3 separate regions of the Mus musculus genome follow, and all the other regions are linked to region 1. A link is a contact called in public HiChIP or PLAC-seq data. All regions are on one chromosome and are shown on one strand. Each heading gives the region's core, a stretch centred on a gene start, on an enhancer-like site or on the middle of the called end of the contact. The rest is flanking DNA. Distances are from core to core; before and after follow the strand shown.

Region 1 (4,938 bases), core at 1,414-3,913:
ACAGCTATGAAGGTTGTAAGACGGCTCTGAAGGTCGTAGGCCTTCCTGGGAAACTTACAACTGCCAAACCACCTTATAAATATTTATGGTTATACAAATAGACAAGTACCCTGTCTTCAGACACACCAGAAAATGGTACGGATGGTTGTGAGCCACCATGTGACTGCTGGGAATTGAACTCAGGACCTCTAGGTAGAGCCACTGCTCTTTTTTTTTTTTTTTTTTAAAGTTGAAGGGAGGGTCATTTGCCAAAGGGAAGCTGTAGTGACTACCTCTCTGGTCAGTTTAAAGATAATTTCTTTTTTTATTTTAATTTTTATTTATTATATGTAAGTACACTGTAGCTGTCTTCAACACTCCAGACAAGGACATCCGATCTCATTACAGATGGTTGTGAGCCACCATGTGGTTGCTGGGATTTGAACTCAGGACCTTTGGAAGAGCAGTCTGTGCTCTTAACCACTGAGCCATCTCTCCAGCCCCCGGAAGAGCCACTGCTCTTAACCGCTGAACCCTCTCTCTAACCCTAAGCTTTTTTTCTTCAATAAGCAACAGTTAAAGCAGGGACTATTTGTTTGTTTGTTTGTTTGTTTGTTTGTTTGTTTATTGTGAAGAGAGGGCATCGAATCCCATTACAGATGGTTACTGGGAATCGAACTCATGACCTCTGGAAAATCATACAGTGCTCTTAACCCCTGAGCCATCTCCTAGCCCAAAGCAGAGACTCCTAACTCATCAGCTATTTACTCCCCTCGGAACTCAGGGAACATCACATGGAGCAGAAGGTGGAAAGGATGAGAAGGAGCGTTGTGCAATGTTGTCTTCTCTCATGACATGGCTTTGTACTAAACTTACCAATTGCACAAGACCTGCACAGTTCGAGCTGATGACATCAGTCAACATTGCAGCAGGCAGCACTATCCAAACTCAAGAGATGACACAAAAAAACAAAAATAAAACCAAAAAAGATGGAAGAGGATTGTTGAGGGGTGTCTGGGAGAGTAAGGGAGAATTGTTAGAGATATTTATGGTTAAGATACACTGTGTACATGTATAAGCTTATAAAATAATATATATATTTTAAAGTTTCACATTCCCGAAGCTGGGTCTGGAGATTATGCCGTAATCCAAGATAAAGCATTTCTGGCTATGGAAAGGAAAGCTAGAACAAGTGTAGCAATGCATGGCTGTAATCTCAGCATTCCAGAGCTGAAGGCAGAGGATCAGAGCTTAAGGGCTGCTGGTGTCATGTGGTGATTTCATGAGTTCAAGACCAGCCTCGGTAATAAAATAAAAATAAAAAATTTAAAAGGTTCTCAAACATTAACATCACCAACCTATAAAAAATATAAACAGCTGGATGTGGTGGCGCACACCTTTAATCCCAGCACTTGGGAGGCAGAGGCAGGCAGATTTCTGAGTTTGAGGCCAACCTGGTCTACAGAGTAAGTTCCAGGACAGCCAGGGCTACACAGAGAAACCCTGTCTCGAAAAATAAAAATAAAAATAAACAACAACAATAACAACAAACTGGGGTAAACCTGGTGGTTGTGGGGCTAGCCTTTTATCCCAGCAGTCCTAAGGCAGAGAGACAGGTGAACTTTGTGAATTCCAAGTCAGCCTGGTCTACAGAGCGAGTTCCAGGACAGCCAGAGGCACACCGAGAAACCCTGTCTAGAAAAAAAACAAAACAAAACAAAACTGTAGTTCACGATGAGCTAGTTTCTAAGTTTAGGGGGCTCAACTAGTTGAGAAGATCCTCAATGCTGGGCTCAAAGCTTGTTTCCCAAATTGTTTCTGGTCGCGCTTTGGGAACCACGTGGCACCAAGGTCAACGCAGTGTGGTTCGTTATCTCTCCAGATTTTCGATCAGGTCCCTCCAGCCTCGGTTTGCGGGGCTTCCAGAGAGAAGCTCCTGGTTTGGGTGACACTGGAATTAAAAAAAAAAAAAAAAGGCGGGACAATTAAAAAGATCCAAGTTGGATATGGCAGCTTACAGGCTGCTGGGAAATCTTTCATTTCTTTAGTCTCTATTGCTTTAGAAGTTTGTTAAATTGAGAGACACGAGTGTTTCATTAGAATATCTTCATTTTTGCCAGGCCAGTTAATAACCGCAACAGAACAACGTGAACAAAAAGCAGGCTTGGAAAACTCCCTCTGGGAACCCCCAAAATACAAAGAGCCCCGAAGCGTAATACCTATGAATGCTGTGACACTGCCCCCCACCCCCGACCACGTACACAACACAGTAAGTCACACTGCGCCTTTTCCAACCTCAGCTTTCATAGCTGGCTATATATATATATATATATATATATATATATATATATATATATCTTCCCAATTCCTGTCTCAAGCAACTATGGAGTAGCTCCAAGTCCCTGGGCTGGGGAGACCCAGAGAGGAAACAGGCTTTTGTGTCTAGCAACAATGAGAAAATCAAGCAGGGGGGTGGGGCAAGGAAAGACAGTGGCTGTGTCTGAGGAATGTGTTTAATCTTCATCCTCTGTCTCTCTCCACCCCATCCTGGGCTTAACTTCCCTGTGCACCTCCTTCTCTTCTGTTCAGCAGTAACCTTCCCTACTGGATCCCCTTAGCCTGCCTCTAGCATTTTCGTTGCTGGTAAGAACACTGCCTTAAGACCCATCCACCGGCAAGCACCAGTCCCTGACACTATTCACGATAGTCTGTTATGCTTGTTGCCAGGAGCATGTTGTCCTCTGAGAGGCTCCACCCAGCAGCTGACTCAGACAGATACAGACACCCACAGCCAAACAGTGGATGGAGCTTGGGGACTCTTATGGAAGAATAGGAAGAAGGATTGTGGGGCCCTGAAGGGGATAGGAACTCCATAGGAAGATCAACAGAGCCGACTAATCTGGACCCTTGAGGCTCTCAGGGACTGAACCAACAACCAAAGAACCTGTATGGGCTGGACCCAGGCCTCCCTGCATATATGTAGCAGATGTGCAGCTTGGTCTTCATTGGGTCCTGAACAACTGGAATCGGGGCTATCCAAAAAGCTATTGTTTGTGTGTGGGATATGTTCCACTAGCTGGGCTGTTTGTCTGGCCTCAGTGGGAAAGGAAGCACCTAGCCTCACAGAGACTTGAAGTGCCAGGGTGAGGGGCTACCCAAGGGCCCCAACCAGCTCAGAGGAGAAGGGGGAGGGGAGATGGAGGAAGGATTGTGGGAGGGGCTGACTAGGAGGGGAACAGTGAGCAGAATGTAAAGTGAATAAGTAAGAAAAAATAAAATTAAATTGGAAAAAATAAATGCTGGCAGAAACCAGTTTCTTCCAGCTCCTGGCTGAGCCTCGCACAGTGGTGTAATCTTCCTGGCAGGAGAAAATATCTTCTAAAGAGACCCTCCCTTTGACTATCAAACTATTGCGATAACGGACCCCCAACCAGGCTGGGAGGGACAAAAGACTGAGGCTATCAAGAGGCACCCCTGCCCCATCTCCCCAGAGATTCCACACAGTTCTGACAACTCCTCAGATCACCAGAAAGACAGCATGGAGCTCAGACAATGAGAGGTCTAGGGCGGACCTTTGCCAGGGCTGCTCAAGTGTGCATTCTTTTGTCCTTCTATGTGGCTTTGGTTTTGATAACTTGTCACAAATGTAGACATATCTGGGACGAGAGATCCTCAATTAAGAAAATGCCTGTGGGCTGGAGAGATGGCTCAGAGGTTAAGAGCACTGGCCACTCTTCCAGAGGTCCTGAGTTAAATTCCCAGCAACCACATGGTGGCTCACAACCACCTGTAATGGGATCTGATGACCTCTTCTGGGGTGTCTGAAGACAGCGACAGTGTACTCATATATATATATAATAAATAGTAGTATCCTAGAAAGGTAGCTGGAGTCGAACCTAAAGAGTGAGCCATTAGGCAACATTCCTCCATGGCCTCTGCTTCAATTTCTATCTCCAGGTCCTGTCCTGATTTCTCTCCATGATAAACTAGAAGCTGTAAGATGATGTAAACTCCTCTAAACATTGCTTCTGGTCATAGTGTTTATCATAGCAGTAGAAAGCAAGCTAGAACACTTTCTGTTTTAAACTTAAAGTCATGCCAGGAACCATGACCATGGACTTGGGAGCTAACTGGTCCTCTGGGTTTCTTTTCCCTCCTTCAACATGTGGACACATTGAACACACCCTTCTTTACTTAGCTTTTTATTGTTAATCGATCATGTTTATACTTGGCCTCTTGGAGACTAGTGACTAAGGACAGCCCGTTAGGGCTCCCAGGCCTCAGACTTACCCTAACACCATCACTAACAAAGGGTCTGGTTTGTACTTTCAGACCTGGGTTTCCCATAATCGCGAGGAAATGAGGTGGGGGTGAGGGTGGGGGAGGGCAGGAAAGAGCAGGCTGCTTTGAGGACCTTCTGTTTCCTCAAGGTCAATTTAAAAAAAATGCCCATATTTGGCATTCTGGAAACCCTCACGGCCTTCCATATGCAAGCATTAAGTTAATCAGGCTGTGGTATTGAGAATGAGCGTCTGTGTGCTTGTCACACGACGGTTACACACAAGGTGCAACAAGTGGGAAAGCGGCTGCACACACCAAGGGTCAAGCAGGGTCATGGGTAGTGTCCAGGCAACGTGAAGATGCCTTGGTGAGAGTTTAATAGAGTTAACGGGTTCTGGCCAGACTTGGGAGCACCAAGCCTCCTCCTCCTGTGGTGGTCTGTATTTCTCTACCCAGGGGCTCCAGAGCACTCCATGGCCAAGAAGACCTGCAATTAAAACTATATCTAGGGACTGGGTTGCAGCTCTGTTGATGTGGCATATGCTCAAAGCCTTAGGGTCGAGCTCCTAGCACAGAGGTTCTCAACCTGTAGGTCTCGACCCCTCTGAGAGTAAAATGATTCTCACACGGGTTGCATATCAGATACCTTGCATATCAGATATTTACACAACAGTAGCA
Region 2 (4,938 bases), core at 1,568-4,067, 660 kb after region 1:
CGCTAGGAACAAGCTGATTAACCGCCCAGTCTTGAGAGCCAAGCTAGAGTGTCTGGCAGTGGCCCACAGGCCGTCTGAGAGCAAGCCTAGCATGGTTCTTGACAGAGTGTGAAGTTATCAAGGTAGCTAAACAAAAGCAAGCTGGTGGAAGGGCGCACAGAGACGCGCAGCTGCGGTGGGCAGCAGTTAGAGCACTGCCTCCTTAGAGGCCAAAGCTGGACGCCTTTCCTCCACCAGCACCTGGGACTGGCTGTGACAGTTCTGTTGAGCTGCAAAGACTAATGCTCCCTGACGTGTGAACACATACACACAGCCCCCCACCCCCACCCCCAAGCACAACTACAGCTCTATCAGCAATGTGAGTCTCTCGCCTTAACCCATGCCCAGCACCTCAGGCCTGAGAGGCCAGCTGACAGACACCTTCAGGGGCCTGCTTCTGCCAGCCAGGGCCAGACCCCAGCCTTGCTGACCTCTTGCTCGAGCCGGGACACGGGAATCTCCAGGCGTAGCTCTCGGTGCTCTGGAGGCGCCTTACGGTAAGGTTTCTTAGCAGGGGCAGCACTGCTCATCCTGGAAGGTATGGGCTCGTCTCCTGCTGAGAGAAGCAGAGACAGGCTCAGAGGTGTAGTCTCGAGCCTTGGAAGGGCCACTGAGATGGCTCGGTGGGTTAGGCACCTCCTGCTCCTGACCACCTTAGGAGCAGATCCTACATTAGGAGACAACTGAACCCCCCCGCCATCCCTTTCTCTACAGTGGCACTATGGCACATGCAACCCGTGCCTACCCACTTCCTCACACAGAAAATAAACTAACGAGAGGCGTTCTAAGGTGTCTCTGGCCTGAACATTCAAAGATGACCAGGGATGTGTACTGACCCCACAGGCAGATAGACCTGAGCTACCGCTGGGTCATTAGAGGGCTGCTCTCTGGTGAGTCAGGCCGGATGGATCAGGGGAGTGCTGGAGATGAGGGCTAGAATCCAATGGAGAACAGACAGGTGAGAAGGGCTCCCAGCTGGGCCCCAGGAGGAGCACACTTGGCTAAGTGGGGTGGAGAGACTCAACAGCAGCCCACACTGTCCCTTGTAGGCAGAGAGCTGCACAGCATCCATCTTGCTCAAGTAGGTGAGGGTATAAGCAGCAGCAGTTCCTAGGCTGCTGTGCAGACTCCATTGGTCCACAAGGGCACTGCCACATTAGGCCGGCAGAGTGGACCTCTGGAAGCTCCAGGACTGGTCTACAGTGCACCTCAGGCCAATCCTACACACTGGAACTCTGCCTCAACAAACAAACAGAGAGACACTGCCAGTGACACACAGTTGCAATCTAAAGCACTGGGAAGGCAGATGCCAGCCTGGGCTACATAGCGAGACTGTCTAAAACAAAAACAGTGCTCAGCACTAGGCAATGTTAAGTTCAGGTTTTCCTTCCATAAATTGTGAACAAATCTTCTAAGTCTGGGGATAGCGACCCAGCCCAGGCTCCTGGATAAGGGTCTCCAAGCTTGAGAGTGCTCTCTGGACACTGCCAACAAAGGCCAAGCCCCTTTGGCCACACCTCCTTTCTGTGCTGGCTCCCACTGGAAGAGAGCACCTATATGGCTGCTCACCTACCAGCCTCCCAGAAGAGAACAAAGTATAGAATGCAGGCCTCATCGGGACATACCGTCTGTTCGCTGGCAGCTCTCTGTTCTGCTCTCCTGGAATCAGCCTTCGGCTCTCCACATCCCACGGCCCCTCTACTTCCTCTAGCCAAGAGCTCCTGAAACCAGAGAAGGGGAGAAAGTGGAAACCCGGTGTCAGCTGCCTGCCTGTCCAGTCTGGGACCTGAAGGCTCCCAGAAAACAGTAAGCAAAGAGACCACAGCACAGTGGGTCTTAGGAGCAAGCGACAGAGGTAGGAAGATCAATAGTCTGAGAGTAGCCTGCTTTATGAAGTGAAATCAACTCAAAAAGGAAACCAGCTAGCATTAACGAGTACCTGGCTTCCCCTAACAACGCCTGCGTGTTTATGTATGTACTTCGTACGCTGCCTCCGCTCAGCACATACCCTGCTCTGGAATAGGCCGGTACTGGTCTGTGTCCCATTCACTCCTAGGCTTCTCAGAGTCTACAGAGAGCTGGGAATCCTGGGGAATGCAGACTACAAATGAGACTACAAAGGGCCTGGCAAAGGAGCAAGATGACGATGGTACGGCAGACCCCCTAGCAATGACTAAATGAGCCCAGAGACCATTTCTGTGTACCACAGTGTACAATAAACTTGCCAATGAGCGAAGGCAGACCCGAGAAACAAAATCCAAACCTCAGCAGTTCAGAGCAGTGATTCTCAACCAGGGTGAGTTTACCCCCTGCTTCTCCCAGGGTTAACAGGCAAATGTCTAGAGACATTTTTAATTTTCACAATCTGCAGATGGGGAGGTACTACCGGTGAGTCAAAGTCAGAATATCGACTAAACCTACCACACACAGGGCAGCCAGCATACCGGAGGTGGCAAGGCAAAGGTCACCAGCCCTGAGGCCGAGAACCGCTAGTCTATAAACCGTAACTGTGGGGGGCTGGCAAGAAGGCTCAGTAGGTAACGATGCTTGCTGCAAAGCCTGATGACCTCCACAAGCACACTGTGCTTAAGTAAGTACCGACACACGCTCAAAAGAGAAAACATTTAACCCCGAGCCCGGGGAGCTGAGGCCCAAGGCTGCTCCAGCATCTCCAAGCGCTTGGATAACGTGCTCCCCACTGCCAAAGCCTGCTCTACACACACCACTGCCAATGGCTGGGCCAAGTGAGCTGCCAAGTCCCCTCAGCTTCCCGGGATTGAGGCGTACCTGTAATAAGCTGGGCTGCCGCATGGGGGCAGCAGCCGCCAGTGATCAGTGCAAACAGTAACCCTAGGTGGCTTTCTGAGCATTTAAAAAAAAAAAATACAAACCTCTTCCTACCCCCATCAACCCAAACAGAGCTACAGAGCTGGGGGCTGAAGGCGGTCTTGCGGGCTAAAGCATGTGTTCCTACTGTTGGGACATGCCCTGGCCATGACTCCTGTCACATTCCAGCAGGCCTGGGGCAGCAGGGTGGGGGCAGAGGAGGGCGGGGAAGCAGGAGTAGGACTCTCCTCTCTAAGGTTCCTGGCCTGGATTTGGGGGAGAGCTTGTAATAGTGAAGCACGAGCCACCAGCCTCCGCCCCGTTGACAGGAGGCAGAACGTGTCCCCACAGGGCACAAGCAGCATGCTGTCAGGCTGACTCCCTGCACAGGAATCTGGGAGGGCCAGAAAGGACACCACATTCCTGGGGTGAGAGAACAAACAACATACAACCACAGGGGCTGTCCTCCAGAGGGCCTCGCCCCAGTAGGTGCTCAACCTGGAGTAGGGATCTAACCACAGAGACTCCTGTGGCCTGAGGGAGGGGACCTAGAAAAGTCCCAGAGCACTGTAGGTTAACCAGGGCCTAACATTTGAAGGTGTGGATGTGTGGGTGTGTATGCCTGGGAAACCAGGTAGGACCAAGGCCGTTGACTAAAGAGGAGCCAGGCAAAGCTTCTAGAAACTGATGGGAGCTTCCAGGAGCTGGCCTTCTCCCCACAGGGCCAGCTCTCGATGGCACTTTTTGTTTGTCTGTTCCAGAAGGCAGAGGAACCCTTCACTTGGCAGGCTCCCTGGTGTGATTTGCCACCTTAGCCTGTTTTACTTACCTACCCAACTCCTGCCAAGGCTCGCATTCTCTTCTAGGGACCAGGGCACTTGTGACAACAGTGGACAGGCAGGGCGGACTGAGACACTTTCAGGGTAATTCTATATGTGGGCAGACATGCCTCACTGAGGTGCCATATCCTATAGCTTGCCCTGCCGTGACGGTAAGTCAGGGCTGCAACTATGAGCACATTTTTTCTTCTCTGAGGCTAGAGGCAATCAAACAGATGTCTGGGTTGGGGGATGGTGTGGGTGTGGCGAGGACACAAAGAGCAGATGAGACTCTAAGGATGGAGGTGGGGTGAAAGGTTACTTCTAGCAGTGTCACGAGGGGAGAAACATTCCTGACTAGAGAAGCAGGGGTGATCCACTGAGAACACTGAGAACCTACTGGGTTCCCCAACCCCACACCTCGAGGCAGATCTGTGCCACTCCCTGTCCCAGGTCCATAAATATCAGGGCATGTTGGGACACCTGAACCTCTGCTTCCATTTCCACAATCTACTGACTTCCCTGGATCTTGCCCGTGAGGGACCGCACTGGACAGACTATGGGCCTAGCATCACTACCCTGGACTATAGGACAGGCCTGGGAAGAACAAGGTCCATTTGGACCTGGTGGTCCCCAGCTGGGAGAGGATAACACGGTGAGTTAGAAGCCATCAGAGCACTTACACCAGGAGCCTCAGCTACCAGTTGCTGCGTCGACTGAGCATAACTCTACCTAAACGTTTTCCAGAGTTCAGCCCTGAGCTGAGAAGGGTCCTTGGGTCATCACTAGCAAGCCACGGCCAAGGCCAGCCTCGTGGCCTCTATTCGCCAAGGAGATTCTCTGAGGAAGATCTGGCAACAAACAGGGAAGAATTCTACTCCCTGTCCCTCCCTGGTCCCTAGGAGTCAGGACCAGGTGACTCAGGATAGAGGCCACAGCTTGCTTGCTAGGTCTATACTAAAGGAGCTGTGCCCAAGCAGAACCCCTGGCTGACCCAACAGTGGGAGACACCCAAATACCCTGAAGCAAGAGGAGAAGGGGCTCTCCTCACCCTCACCTCCCCTACCCCTCCCTAGCTGACCCTGTCTCCTTCCTCTGTCACATAGCATTCATTCTTCACTATTCAAAATCAGTTCAGAGGAAAGACTACCTCATATCTGCTGAGGAGGAGGGTGATAGCACTTACTAATTGCTATGTTGCAATCTGCCAGTCAATGTGGCCGCCTGTTGCCACCTGCCCTGTATTAAATACCTT
Region 3 (4,938 bases), core at 1,652-4,151, 590 kb after region 1:
ATGCACCATCACATCTAGCTACTCATTCTAAGAAAAAGACATTCGTAAAAGATACACATATAGCCAAAAGTTGCCTGACTTAGCTGCTGCTCTGTTGCTGTGAAGGGACATCATGACCAAGGCAGCAGAAAGCCTTTAACTGGGAGCTTGCTTACAGTTCTAGAGGGTTAGTCCATGATCATCATGGCAGGAAGACAGGCATGGTACTGGAGCAGTCATTGAGAACTTTATATCTTGATCCAAAGGCAGAGAGAGCAAACTGGGCTTCGGGGTGGGTTTCTGAAACCTTAAAAACAGCTCTTCCAACAAAGCCATTCTTCTAATTCTTTCCAAACAGTTCTACTAAGGACCAAGTATTCAGACATACAAGTCTACGGGTCTGTTTTCACCCAAACTACCACAGTGCCTAACAATGGACTTAGCATCATCCATCACGGAGAAATGAAAATTAAAACCAGAGAACAAAACACCAACAATGTACATCACTACGGGGAGAGGACCAAGGAGTATTCTAGTTGATTGGCAGATCTCAAACATAGATTTAGGGAAAAGAGAAGAAAATGTTCTGTATCAATCAACCTCAGAGTGAAAATATTCAGGAAAAAAAAGCATGCAATGAAAGCACCTGGACACTTCCCATCATTCTCTAAAAGATACAAGTTATCTATTCACACAGTTCCAGGTGTTACAATTTGGAGTATTTGGGGAGTGTTGCTCAACTTTAGAGCTCTTTCCTAGCATTCTCAAGTCCACAACTTTAAACCTTAGCAAGTGTCTCTGTGTGCATGTCTACGTATGTAATGGCATAAATTGGTCATATGCCAGGAAGGGCATCCTGGAATCTGGAAATTCCAAATTATTCTGTGAATTTGGAAAGATAATAAATATATGTAATATCATAGCATTCATGAAGAGTTGGGGGTGTCGGTGAGACAGGGTCTCCCTGAGTAGCTCTAGCTACCCTGTAACTCACTCTGTAGACCAAACTGCCTCCTGAGTACTGGGGCTAAAGGTGTGTGCCACCATAAAAAGCAAATTTCAAATCTTGAAATACTTTTTAGAAACATTTGGCTATGGAGCATGGTGGCACAGATCTTAAGTTCTAGCACTCAAGAGGCTAAGACAAAAAGGTTTGAAGTTCAAGGCCAGACTGGGTTACATAGAAAGTAGGAAGAAAACACAGACACACATAAATGAAGAAGATAATCTAACACTATGTAAATATCCCGTTTCTCTGCAAATTTTCAATAACTATGCAACTATGAATAGATCCGACCTGTGAGGACTACTTTGTGATGTTTAGTGATTTTCTATTTGTGCAATTTCTTTTTTTGTTTTCAAGAATGGTTCTGAATGCCATGTAGTCCAAATCGGCCTCAAAACTTGCTCTGCATCCAAGGATGAGCCCCGAGCTGCTTGCTCCTCCCACCAAACGCTGAGATGACGCAGACAGTCTTAAAGGCTCTCGAGACAATTCCAATGTGCAGTAGCTTTGCATACCAATGGCCTATCACAAATAATACTTTACAGAAACACAGGAAATTCATGATTTAAATACAAGAAACAGGTTATACAGATGAGTGAGCTAGCACCCAACTGTAACTTTAAACAGTTATTTTTCAAATAAACAATCACATTGAAAACAGTGCCAAGCAACTACTACTACAAAGCTGCAAAATTACTGTAAAGAAAATAATTAAGAAGATACTGAATGTTCAAAGCATTAACACCTTACAAATCTCGCCCCTCACCTAAAACAAAATGATCGTACGTTTAGAAACCTTTTACACTTAAGTCAGGCGTCCTTGTGCTCTGGCGTGGCTTTTCTGTAGTACTGGAACAGATAAAGCTAGAAGGTGGCAAATGTATTGTCGCAATCAATACAGGATAAGTACCATATTCAATATAAATATCAGAGGTAAAACTGGAAGCGAAGCTGTGATTTAAGGGCAACAATTTACTAAGTGGAAAAACACCTCCTAAAACATATGCAGGATAAGAGATGATACAGCCTTAAGTCTTTTATGTGTTCCTTTCGTACTTTTATGTATTGGCAAAGTCTGCACAATGCCAAAACGTAAAAGACTACGTAAATTTGGGATGGGTTTTGTTTCGTGAGGCAGGGTCTCACTTTGCAGCTCAGTCTGGCCTCAAACTGGAAGCAATCCTCCTGCCTCAGCCTCCCAGAGGTATAGTTGGGATGCGTTTTCCAACATCTCAGTTCATCCCATTCTGTACAAAAGCACGTTTGGGAGTCGGTCGTGTAGTAAGACGCACGAGAAAATATGGACCAGTGAAGAGGAAGGTTTAAAAATTACAAGAAAAACTCTTTCTACAAGAAAACTCTCCTTAGAGACACTCTTAGAGCCTTCTCTCCCAGTAAGCATGCTTTTCATTTCGGCCCAGTCACCCCCAAGTAAAAGCGACAGCCAAGGCTTCAAAAGCCATCCGATATAGCGATCCCGAGCCGTGTTTTAATGTCCTTACCAAGGCGACACCTGTCAAAACTGCCAAGAGCGAAGCTGCGGGCTCCGGGCGGAGTCCAATGACAGCGTCTAGATGTCGTCGTCGCCTTCCCAGGAGCAAGTGAGTGTAATCTGATAACACAGATCCGAGTAGGTAGCCCTAGGCTCCCGCCGAGCCAACAGCCCTTCCAGCCTGCAGGTTTACGCCCCACAGCAAGCCCAGAGGAAATTTGGAGTTCAGCACCGCGCGCGCCGCGAGGGACGGTTGACGCGCCTGCGCACCGCGGAACTTCCGTTCCCCAGCCCCGCCCCGCCAGGCGCGGCCGTCACCCGAAGCGGCCACTTCCGCGCGCGCATGCGCCGTGGCGGCTCCGGCGCATGCGCAGCGCTGGGTTCTTCCCAGCTCCAACTTCTGGGACTCACGCTCCTCCCTCCCGTTTCCCCACCCCCAGCCCGCCGCGGCCCGGTATCAACGTGTGGTCCCGCCAGGGGAACTGTGCGTAACCTCGTGCTCCCGGGACGCCGGTGGGGTTCCCGGCTCTAGCCATGGAGATGGAGCAAGTGAACGCGCTGTGCGAGGAGCTAGTGAAAGCGGTGACGGTCATGATGGACCCCAGCTCTACCCAGCGCTACCGGCTGGAAGCCCTCAAGGTAGCTGGGGTCCTGGCGGCCTGGGCCTGCCCCGAGAACCCTATCCCAGGCTTCCCTCACGGCCTCTCCAAACTCAGTTTGTCTCCTGCCTATGCGGCCTTTGATCTTCCCACTGCCCGTGGGGAGGGTGGCTTCTGGTCGCGGCCCTCACCTCCTCCCACTTGAGTCTTTTCTTGCCTGCGCGCTTGCCTTTGCATCACACGCAAGGGTCCCTAACTGTTGCACATCTCCTCGCCATGTCTCAGTGGCTTTTTTGCCCACTCCTCACTTCTCTTCACTCTAGATCACACCGCGGTCTCCACCCACGCAGGCTGTGCCGGCTCTGACGCCGGGGCAAACCCCACATTCCCTGGCGTTCCGGGAGCGCACGTGCAAATTCCTGCCCCAGTGCCACCTTCATTCTTCCCTGCTGATCACTCCAGACTTGTGCTGATTCTAGATCCCCGTGTGTCCATTTTCTTACATCCTTACATACCTCTATCTTTCGAGTCTTGGCCATCTCTGGGCTAATTTGTGACGCTCCTTCCTCGTTTATACCTGTGAGATAGTCTCCGGCTGTTTTTGCGCGAAGACGAGCTTTACCACCGGCTTTGCATTTATTTGCACCGGGGCACTTTGGTTTCCTGGAAGTAATTCTCTTGCGTCCCGGGTGCTCTCTGCGCCAGGGTCTAGTTCAGCTTTTGCTATTTGGGAACGCTAATACCTTCAACAGAGCTTCTCTCTATTAGAGTAAGCGCCAACATATAGATGTATGTGGCACAGGATTTGGAATCAAACAACTCTGTTTGCTTTGTCTTTGATTGTGAAGAATTTTACATAGGCAAAGAAACAGAGCACCAGAGTGATCCCGAATAGGCCTGTGACCTAAACTCAGATGATACACAGATTTGCTTGTTCACTGACTCCTCCTGGCACCCTTAGTTTTGAAAGCTAATTCTAGGGGTTGACATTCAACTTGTATGGGTATATCTCTAGCATTTTTTTTTGTACTCTCTTAGATCCAGTTTAGTATTAACATGACTAATATCTAAATGGAGAGTGTCAGTATTACTAATCTAGATTTTCGCATCTTAAAAATACAGCTAAAAGGACAGCAGGTAACCCCTGCTACTGGGAAGACTAAGGCAGGGGATACAAAGTCAGGCAGCTATCAGAGTGACTTAGTAAGACCTCCTCTCTCAGACAAAGTAAGCAGAAGAGCCCTGGGAGATGGCATAGAGGGTGGAGCTTTTGGTGCCTGTTTATGGCTGAGGACTGGAATCCAGGTGGAGGGGAGGAAGAGACTGATAAAATAAATCCCTGAGTGGACTCACCAGCCCGTCTAGGCAAATCCTGAGCTCTGGGTTCTCAAAACAGCAGAGAGAAAGACATTCAACTTCAGCTTCTGCCTTCCACTCAAATGTGCAGCTCCATCATCCATGAACATCTGTGTGAAAACACTGCACGCACGCACACACACACCCACCAAAGGGAGAAAACTGAGAATGTAGTGTGGTCGTGATAGCCTTGCATGTGAACAGTTCGGTTCCCAGTTCCACACAAAATCAGATAAGGTTGGACCTTTCTTAGGATTTTTAGTCTCTGTTCTCTCATGCCTCCCCATGGAAATATTAATGTTTCTTCTTTCAGTTTTGTGAAGAGTTTAAAGAAAAATGCCCTATCTGTGTTCCATGTGGCTTGAAGTTGGCTGAAAAAACACAAATTGCCATCGTCAGACATTTTGGCCTTCAGATCCTGGAGCATGTTGTCAAGTAAGGAAGTCTTAGGTACCACCATTGGAGCCTGTAGAAGAGTAGCTTGTTAACCCTTTCATGACCACACA

What was found. HiChIP or PLAC-seq counts read pairs in DNA pulled down with a chosen protein or histone mark.
Region 2: a contact with region 1 is called in a FOXA1 HiChIP or PLAC-seq map of pancreatic cancer cells. The contact joins two enhancer-like sites. A contact is called at or near these places in 7 of 39 promoter capture datasets (the HPC-7 cell line, hematopoietic stem and progenitor cells, hippocampal neurons and 3 more), 2 of 115 datasets of contacts at active chromatin or transcription factors (fetal liver and pancreatic cancer cells) and 1 of 9 other capture datasets (pancreatic islet).
Region 3: a contact with region 1 is called in a FOXA1 HiChIP or PLAC-seq map of pancreatic cancer cells. The contact joins the promoter of Xpo5 here to the enhancer-like site in region 1. A contact is called at or near these places in 6 of 39 promoter capture datasets (the C10 cell line, the SN4741 cell line, hematopoietic stem and progenitor cells and 3 more) and 5 of 115 datasets of contacts at active chromatin or transcription factors (the 230-238 cell line, embryonic midbrain, fibro-adipogenic progenitors and 2 more).

Annotation. Positions count from the first base shown.
Region 1 is chr17:45,607,763-45,612,700 of GRCm38.p6, forward strand. No RefSeq gene overlaps it. Among named protein-coding and RNA genes, the nearest start is that of Mymx, 8.2 kb to the left of the region's middle. Within about 2 kb of position 2,664, at least 73 of the 459 cell types and tissues checked have an H3K27ac peak or open chromatin away from gene starts, as enhancers often do. A contact at or near this core is called in the SN4741 cell line, fibro-adipogenic progenitors, pancreatic cancer cells and 1 more, where this site is marked.
Region 2 is chr17:46,263,219-46,268,156 of GRCm38.p6, forward strand. Tjap1 (tight junction associated protein 1) reads right to left here. Exons shown (of 10, transcript NM_001252474.1): 3 at 1,665-1,760; 4 at 471-592. The coding sequence starts at 569. Among named protein-coding and RNA genes, the nearest start is that of Lrrc73, 12 kb to the left of the region's middle. Within about 2 kb of position 2,818, at least 119 of the 459 cell types and tissues checked have an H3K27ac peak or open chromatin away from gene starts, as enhancers often do. A contact at or near this core is called in pancreatic cancer cells, where this site is marked.
Region 3 is chr17:46,199,910-46,204,847 of GRCm38.p6, forward strand. It overlaps Xpo5 (exportin 5), which reads left to right and starts at 2,902. Exons shown (of 32, transcript NM_028198.3): 1 at 2,902-3,116; 2 at 4,746-4,867. The coding sequence starts at 3,012. Polh (polymerase (DNA directed), eta (RAD 30 related)) reads right to left here and starts at 2,732. Exons shown (of 11, transcript NM_030715.4): 1 at 2,488-2,732.